Regions from separate parts of the Pan troglodytes genome. Here region 2 is linked to region 1. Evidence: chromatin contacts called from public capture Hi-C data. All regions are on one chromosome and are shown on one strand. Each heading gives the region's core, a stretch centred on a gene start, on an enhancer-like site or on the middle of the called end of the contact. The rest is flanking DNA. Distances are from core to core; before and after follow the strand shown.

What was found. Capture Hi-C pulls out chosen DNA fragments and counts their contacts.
Region 2: a capture Hi-C map of stem cell-derived neural stem cells shows a contact between it and region 1, with 2.7 times the contacts expected there. The contact joins two enhancer-like sites. A contact is called at or near these places in 5 of 7 Hi-C or Micro-C datasets (blood, induced pluripotent stem cells, a lymphoblastoid cell line and 1 more) and 1 of 1 other capture datasets (stem cell-derived neural stem cells).

Annotation. Positions count from the first base shown.
Region 1 is chr23:28,559,337-28,563,531 of NHGRI_mPanTro3-v2.0_pri, reverse strand. No RefSeq gene overlaps it. Among named protein-coding and RNA genes, the nearest start is that of ASPHD2, 33 kb to the left of the region's middle. Within about 2 kb of position 2,386, at least 2 of the 24 cell types and tissues checked have an H3K27ac peak or open chromatin away from gene starts, as enhancers often do. A contact at or near this core is called in stem cell-derived neural stem cells, where this site is marked.
Region 2 is chr23:28,625,495-28,630,173 of NHGRI_mPanTro3-v2.0_pri, reverse strand. It overlaps HPS4 (HPS4 biogenesis of lysosomal organelles complex 3 subunit 2), which reads left to right. Exons shown (of 16, transcript XR_008541687.2): 12 at 393-1,302. Among named protein-coding and RNA genes, the nearest start is that of SRRD, 21 kb to the left of the region's middle. Within about 2 kb of position 2,048, at least 7 of the 24 cell types and tissues checked have an H3K27ac peak or open chromatin away from gene starts, as enhancers often do. A contact at or near this core is called in stem cell-derived neural stem cells, where this site is marked.

The DNA.
Region 1 (4,195 bases), core at 1,137-3,636:
TTTCAACTTTTTAATTATTGTTATGTCTATTACAGTGATCTACGATGGGTGATCTTTGATGTTACTACTGTAACTGTTTTGGGGTGTCATGAACTGCACCCATAGAAGATGGCAAACTTATTCCATAAATGCTGTATGTGTTCTGATTGCTGCACAGACTGGCTGTTTCACCATCTCTCTTCCAATCTTTGGGCCTCTCTATTCCTTAAGACACAACAATATTGAAGTTAGGCCAATTAATAATCCTGCAATGGCCTCCAAGTGTTCAAGTGAAAGGAAGAGTTGCCATCTCTCACTTTGAATCAAGAGGTAGAAATGATTAAGCTTAGTGAAGTAGGTACGTTGGAAGCCAAGACTGGCCTTTTGCTAGGCCTCTTTTGCAACTTAGCCAAGTTGTGAATGGAAAGGAAAAGTTATTAAAGAAAATTAAAAAGTGCCACTCCAGTGAAAACACAAATGAAAAGAAAGCAGAATAGGCTTATTGTTGATATGGAGAAAGTTTAAAAGTCTGGATAGAAGATGAAACCAGCCACCACATCTCCTTAAGCCAAAGCCTAATTAAGAGCAAGGCCCTACCTCTCTTCAATTCTGTGAAGGCTGAGAGAGATGAGGAAGCTGCAGAAGAAAAGGTTGAATCTAACAGAGGTTGGTTCATGAGGTTGAAGGAAAGAAGCTGTCTCTATAACATCGAAGTGCAAGGTGAAGTGGCAAGTGCTGATGTAGAAACTGCATCAAACTATCCAGAAGATCCAGTTAAGATCATTGAGGAAGGTAGCTACATTACATAATGGATTTTCAGCATAGACGAAACAGCCTTCTATTGGAAGAAGATGCCATCTAGGACTTTCATAGCTAGAGAGGAGAAGTCAATGCCTGGCTTTCAAGCTTCAAAGAACAGGCTGACTCTCTTGTTAGGGGCTAATGCAGCTGGTGACTCTAAGTTGAGGCCAGTGCTCATTTACTGTTTCAAAAATCCCAGGGCCCTTAAGAATTATGCAAAATCCACTACTCTGCCTGTGCATGTGTAACAGCACATCTGTCTATGGTATAGTTTACTACATATTTTAAACCCACTTTTGAGACCTACTGCTCAGAAAAAGATTCTGTTCAAAATATTATTACTCATTGACAATGCACCTGGTCAGCCATGGGCTTTGATGGAGATGTACAAGAAGATTACTGTTGTTTTCCTGCCTACTAACATAAAATCCATTCTACAGCCCATGGATGAAGGAGTAATTTTAACTTTTAAGTCTTGTTTAAGAAATACATCTTCTAAGGCTATAGCCGCCACAACCCTTCCTCCCTTTGCCCCTCCCACCTTTTCTCCCTTTTGGAGTCCCCAGTGTTCATTATTTTTATCTTTATGTCCATGAGTACCCATTGTTTAGCTCCCACCGATAAGCGAGAATGTTTGGTATTTGATTTTCTCCTTTTGAGTCATTTCACTTAGAATAATGGCCTGAGTTCCATCTATGTTGCTGCAAGACATGAGTTTATTCTTTGTAATGGCTGCATAGTATTCCATGGGGCATATGTATCAATTTTTTTTTTTAATCCCATCATCTACTGATAGACACTTGGGTTGATTCCACGACTTGCTATTGTGGATAGTATCGTGATAAATGCATGAATGCAGGTGTCTTTCTGATGCAATAATTTCTTTTTCTTTGGGTAGGCGCCCAGTAGTAGGATTTCTGAGACCCAGGGTTTTCTGCTTGTCCACCCCATCATTCTTCGTGTATTGCTTTTGTCTTCAAGCTGATCACTTCCATTGTGAGATGGCCGTGGAAGTTATGTCACATCATGATGGGGTTCAGGGTAGGAAGACAGGGGCCTGGGGCTGGAGCTGTTTCAATTGTGTCTGCCCTCTTTTATCAGGAAAGCGAATACTTTCTGAGAACAGGCCCTCTACCCCAAGCCAATTTCTGCTGAGGCTCATTGGCCAAAAGGAGTCAAGAGGATCAACCCTAGCAGCAGGGGAGGCTGAAAAAAATGAGTGACAGGATTATCCTAAGTAAAACCAACCATGATGCATTTTCTGTGGCCGGGTTCATAGTTGCTCCGAACAAGATTGGGATTCTGTTAGCAAAGGGAAAGGAAACAGATACGGCTAGGTACTTTTGAGTGTCTGCCCCAACATTCTATGACAGTTAGTATAACTTTTTCTCTTTCTTTTGCATGGGGAGGTAGGAACCCCCTCTTGGAGAGTCCCACAATGAGGCAGGAGGAAATCTATCCCCTCCAGGGTCCCTCACCCCACTAAGGGGCTAATCACAGATGGAGTTGAGATTCAAACCCAAAGTTCCAGCTCTTAGCCACTGCCTAATCCATCCCTAACACCTCCCGGGATATGAGCCAAATAAGGCCGGGCTCCTGCATCCAGGGCATCCCCAGGCTGAAAGAGCCCTGCTTTGTTCTGAGCACCCTGGGAGGAAGTAGCTCTGCTCTCTGAAGGTTGGCCTTTAGTGATTTCTACCCTGGCATTCACGGGGTAGCCAGACCTCCTGGGTGCCGTTCCCTTATGTACCAGCTGTGTGAACCTGGGTAAGTGACTTCGCCTATTTGCACTTCAGACACTGCATCTGTAAAAGAAGACGGCTAATTTCTTTACCCACAAAAGTAAATGAGATATTAAAGTGCATCGAATAGCTAGGAAATCTAAAAAGTATTATAGAATTTAAAAGGTGTATTTAAAATGTAAAAAACAGCCAGGTGTGGTGGGTCACACTTGTAATCCCAACACTGTGGGAGGCTGAGGTGGGAGGATGGTGTAAGTGCAGGAGTGTGAGGTTGCAGTGAGCTTGTGACTATACCGTTGCTCTCCAACCTGGACGACAGAGCCAGACTGTGTCTCTAAAATAAAAACATATATAAAATAAAATACAAAAAGCAAAACAAGCCGGGTGTGGTGGCTCATGCCTGTAATCCCAGCACTTTGGGAGGCCGAGACAGGTGGATCACCTGAGATCAGGAGTTCGAGATCATCCTGGCCAACATGGTGAAACCCCGTCTCTACTAAAAATGCAAAAATTAGCTGGGTGTGGTGGCGGGTGCCTGGAATCCCAGCTGCTCCAGAGGCAGAGGCAAGAGAATTGCTTGAACCCAGGAGGCGGAGGTTGCAGTGAGCCGAGATCACACCACTGCAGTCCAACCTGGGTGACAGAGCAAGACTCTGTCTCAAAAAAGAAAAAACTAACAAACAATAACAAACAAACAAAAAAACAAAAACAAACAAAAAATAATTAGCTAGCAGTCAACAAATGCCAGCAATTATTATTATTGTCGTTACTGTGTTATCCTGACAGGGATCTCTTTGGTCACTTTTTTGGGGTCCTTTCTCTCTCCTGGCCCAGGTCTCTCTACCTTGTTTTGTTTGTCTGAAGTACATCTACTAGTGAGGTAGGTTCTGATCTCAGGAGAAGCTCTTTCTCTTCACTATTATTCTAAACTTGGAGGACAGCCAGGCCTGGGAAACAGGATCTGGGTTTCTGAGGCATCTGGGGCATGGAGTGACCTTTCCATCTTTTTTCTTTCCTTTGTTTGTCCTTCCTCGGAATCCCCATTCTTTTACTGACTGAGTGACAAGCCCATGAATGATCAGCTGAGCTCTGGCCCTGCCAGCTGTCCCAGGTTCACTGAATAGGCTTCTCCCTATGGGGCCTGTCAGAAGCCTAGCCCTCTGTCTGCTTTTTCCTTTCTTTCTTTTCAATTTTTTTTTTTTTTTTTTTTTTTTGAGATGGAGTCTCGCTGTCTCACCCAGGCTGGAGTGCAATGGCATGGTGTCGGCTCACTGCGACCTCCATCTCACAGTTTCAAGCAGTTCTCCTGCCTCAGCCTCCTGAGTAGCTGGGACTACAGGTGCCCACCACCACATCTGGCTAATTTTTGTATTTTTAGTAGAGATGGGGTTTCACCATATTGGCTATGCTGGTCTCGAATTCCTGACATCAGGTAGTCCTCCCGCCTCAGACTCCCAAAGTGCTGGGATTACAGGCGTGAACCACCACGCCCAGCCCTTTTTCAAGTTTTTTGAAACAGTGTCTCACTCTATTGCCCAGGCTGGAGTGCAGTGGTGCAGCCATAGCTCACTGCAGCCTCGACCTCCTGGGCTCAAGCGATCCTCCTGCCTCAACCTCTCGAGCAGCTGGAAGTACAGGTGCATAACACCATGGCTGGTTAGCAGCCCTCAGTT
Region 2 (4,679 bases), core at 799-3,298, 67 kb before region 1:
CCAGCTATGGGACCTTGGGCAAGTCCATTCCCTGCCTGAGCCTCAGTTTTTTCATCTGAAAAGTAGACACAATAGTATCCCTTTGATGAGTTCATTGTGACACTTGAAAATAGTATATGTACAGCACCTAGTATAGGGCCTGATGCGTAGGAGACCTTCCAAATGTGGGTCAGTCTTATTCAGTGGGCTCTGCCATTTTCAGTAGGTGAGCCTGGTGTCACTACGTAAAGCCCTATTTTTACTCTTGTGATTTAACTCTGGTGGCCTCTTAGGCTCTGTGGTCTCAGGCACCCCCTTGTCCTTGATGCCTGTGCTTTAGTCTTCACTGTGGAAGGGCACTTGCCCTGCAATCTGTCGACGTGCCCCTTCCTCACATCTCTCTTGTTTGCCAGGTCTCTAGCATCTCCAGCAGGACTCCAGGATGGTTCAGCCCAGCACCATCCAAAGGGTGGGACCACATCTGCCCTGAAAGAAAACGCCACTGGCCATGTGGAATCCATGGCCTGGACCACCCCAGATCCCACATCCCCTGACAAAGCTTGTCCAGATGGCAGGAAGGAGAACGGATGCTTGTCTGGCCGTGATCTGGAGAGCATCAGGCCCGCAGGACTGCACAACTCTGCCAGGGGTGAGGTTCTTGGCCTCAGCTCCTCCCTGGGGAAGGAACTAGTCTTTCTCCAAGAAGAACTCGACTTGTCTGAAATCCACATTCCAGAGGCTCAGGAAGTGGAAACGGCCTCAGGTCATTTTGCCTTCCTACATGTGCCTGTTCCAGATGGCAGGGCTCCTTACTGCAAGGCATCTCTCAGCGCCTCCAGCAGCCTGGAACCCACGCCTCCTGAGGACACAGCCGTCAGCAGCCTGCGCCCTCCCTCTGCTCCTGAGATGCTGACCCAGCATGGAGCCCAAGAGCAGCTCGAAGACCATCCTGGCCATAGCAGCCAAGCCACCATTCCCAGAGCAGACCCTCTCCCCAGAAGGACCCGCAGGCCCTTGTTATTGCCTCGCTTAGATCCAGGGCAGAGAGGAAACAAGCTTCCCACGGGGGAACAAGGCCTGGATGAGGATGTTGATGGGGTCTGTGAAAGCCACGCAGCCCCTGGTCTGGAATGCAGTTCAGGCTCAGCAAACTGTCAGGGTGCTGGCCCCTCTGCAGATGGAATCAGCTCCAGGCTGACACCAGCAGAGTCCTGCATGGGGCTCGTGAGGATGAATCTCTACACTCACTGCGTCAAAGGGCTGGTGCTGTCCCTGCTGGCTGAGGAGCCGCTACTGGGAGACAGCGCAGCCATAGAGGAAGTGGTGAGTGTCCTCAGACCTTCTCCTGCCCCTCTGCGGCCTCTGCCGATCTCCTGTGCTTCCCTCACAGCACTGTGCCAACACCCAGGGAAGAGATAAAGGCTCAGCCCTCAGTTGTGTGACCCTGGGCAAGACGTTCTTGTTTAGACGATGGAGGTATTACCTGCCTCTGTGGGTTTTTGTAGGGGGTAAGAGTGAGTCAAGCGCATAGCACTGGTGGTGCATTGGCATCCAACAAGTGTTGGTTCTCTTCTTCCGCTGTTTCTAGTTTTGCAGAGCGCAGGCCTTGGAGAAAGGGAAGGCCTGAGATGGAATCCTGGCCCTTGTCCTCTAGCTGTGTGAACTTGCCCACAGACCTTTGTCCCCTTGAGCCTCGGCTAACTCCTCAGTCACGTAGGGATGGTGGTAGACCTTCCTGTTCCAGATGCAGTGAGATAATGCAGGCAGAGACTGCACGCATACGTGCACAGTCACTGTTGTGCTGCCCCTGCTCATGGCCTCATTTCCTAGCCTGGACAGCTCTAGGTTCCGTGTCAGCTGGAAACTCCTCTGCAGTGTGTCACAGCCTGGGTTGGGAGTTCCCTGGAAACCCAGTGTTTCCCTCCATAGCCCCAGCATCGTACCTGATCTGAAGCTCCTTCCTAGAAGGCTGGGACGTCTGAAATCCTGCCTGGCTCTGGAGGGCTCTTAAACTATTGCAGCCCCTTCCCTGCTTAGAGGCTTAGAGTGGTAAACTGACCTTCCCTGGGGCCCACGCTGGAGATTCGTTGCTATAGTAACAGCCTTGCTTTAGTAGGCAGGGAAAGTGGTAGCAGTAAGAACAGCAGGTTGAAATTGCTGCAGGGCAAATGGTGTCTTGGGGCTTTCCTTGTTTTTATTCTTACATGTGTATTATTCTAAGCTGATCTTACTATCATGCAGGGCTTGTGACCCTCCATAAATGAGCTAGTCACCTTGAAATACAGAAGAAGAGATAAGACTGCACAGCACCTTCCTTGCACAGAGCTCCTAGCAAGAGAATGCTCTCTGGAGCTGTCAGGCTTCTCTGTCCCCTTTCCACAGATGCTGGGTCACTGAGTTACGGCTCATTTGCTTCCTGTATCCCCATTGACCATAGCTAGGAGTGACTATCCATCTCCTTCTTATAACAGTGCAGGGAGTTGTGGCTGCAGTGTTAAACGCCTCATCTCCCTGCCGATGCCTTGGTTTTCATGATCTATTCTGCACAGTGTCGAGCCTTAGAAATGTCATTTTGAAGGGCCCAGTGTTTGAATGCAATAAAGTGGATATAATACCTCTCTTTTTACCTTCCCCCACAAAAAGGAAAAAATAGCCCGGGCTGCTCTTTGAGATGTATTCTGCACCAACTATATGTGAAATACTTCGCATCTCTTGTTTTAGCCAAGCCTTAGTACAGTTCTGGGAAGGAGGCATTGTAACTCCCATTTTACCAGTAAGAAAACAGCCTCATTGAGATGAAAAGACTTCCTGCAAGTGGCAGGTCCAGAATTCTTGCTTGTTTCTGGTTCCCCACCCCAGCCTCTCTGTCCCCCCACTGCCCTGCCCTTGCAGTGATAGCTGGGAAGCTGAAGAAAGGGGGTCAGTGTCCTGCCTTCTGTGGCTCGTGCTCTATGGCCATATCCCCTGGTTTGTCAAGGTCTATCCATGCTGTTACGACATCAGCCTCCATGGGTTTCTGTGGAAAGCAGGGTTTGATGCTGGCTAGGCCCCGGGAAATAGACTGCAGTTTTATGGAAGAGAAAAAGCTAATCTTTTCTTTTCTTTTTTTTTTTTTTTTTTTTTTTTTGAGATGGAGTTTCGCTCTTGTTGCCCAGGCTGGAGTGCAATGCTGTGATCTGAGCTCACTGCAACCTCCGCCTCCCCGGTTCAAGCGGTTCTCCTACCTCAACCTCCTGAGTAGCTGGGATTACAGGCATGTGCCACCAGGCCCGGCTAATTTTGTATTTTTAGTAGAGACGGGGTTTCTCCATGTTGGTCAGGCTGGTCTCGAACTCCTGACCTCAGGTAATCTGCCCGCCTCGGCCTCCCAAAGTGCTGGGATTACAGGCATGATTGCACCCATCCCTGAAAAGCTAATCTTTTCTAGTACGGAGTGACTAACTTTGATCAGCCCACTGGTTTGAGAGTGGGTTTGTTAATCAGACCCAAAGGATTTCTGTTTTATAATCGGGAAGAGGTGTTTGATTGCCTTTGTGTCCCAGACTAGCCTTGAAAATACTTTATCTGATTTCCCTGCAGCCCCTCTGCTACTGTCTAGAAAAACCAAATACCCCCAGTTATGGTGAGCACACCCCTTTTGCAAGGGCTCCTTAATGATGTTACATACTGCCAAGCTGCCCTTGTGTCATTTGGCTGTCTTGTCTTTGGGTGGATCAGCTTCCACAGGGAGTGGGGGTAGGGTGAGGGGCAGCAGGGGTTGGGATGGTGGAAGGAGCCGTGGGTGGAGCAGCCAGGAGGGTTGGGATTGGGGCTGGAATTCCCTCAGAGGGAGCGGAATAGGCTCACACCAGGGGGCAGCATAGAGCCGCTGATAGTCCATTACTCAAACCCCAAGATAATCTCATTGACCTTCAAACAGTGATCAGATTAATTATTTATCACTACAATAGGACATGGAGCTTCTGTGTACAGTACATGAGGCTTGAAGTTAGTGTGAGAGTGTTGCCATAAAACATTTTATGAAAAAACACCTTCCCCCAACTGGGAAACCGGTATCTCTAAGTGAATGTGTGTTCCATGCATTGCTCCTGCTGCACGCTGTGTCACACACTGACATTTGTGCCACTTGCTTTCGTGTGCACTAGAAGTCAGAGAACCCGGGAATTAGCCTCAGCTCTGTGTTGCCTAGGGCTGTTGTGAGGATCACATTATGTAGCAGTATATATCGGTGGCTGGCAAACGTTTTATGTAAAGGACCAGAAAGCAAATATTTTCAGCTTTGCACAGCTTTTCAGCTCTGCTGTTGTAGTACAAAAACAGCCATAGACAGTATATAAATGGTATGACTGTATTCCAGTAATTATTTATGGACATGGAATTGGAACTTCATATAATTTGCACATGTTACAATATTATTCTTTTGACTTTTTTCCCCAACCAAGTAAAAAAATATAAAAACCATTCTTAGGTCTCAGGCTGTACAAAGATAGGCAACAGGCTGGATTTAGTTTATAGGCTAGAGTTTGCTGACCCCTGGTATGTATGAAAGCACTTGGTTATCAGTGAAAATTATCCACATGTCATCTGACATAGCATCTTGTGATTAACTGTGTTTTTATGGTTAAGTGATCCTATCTTGAGTGCAAGTTAGGCAGAAGATTTTGGAAGCAAAGCTCTGTGCCTGTGGGGAAACAGTTTTT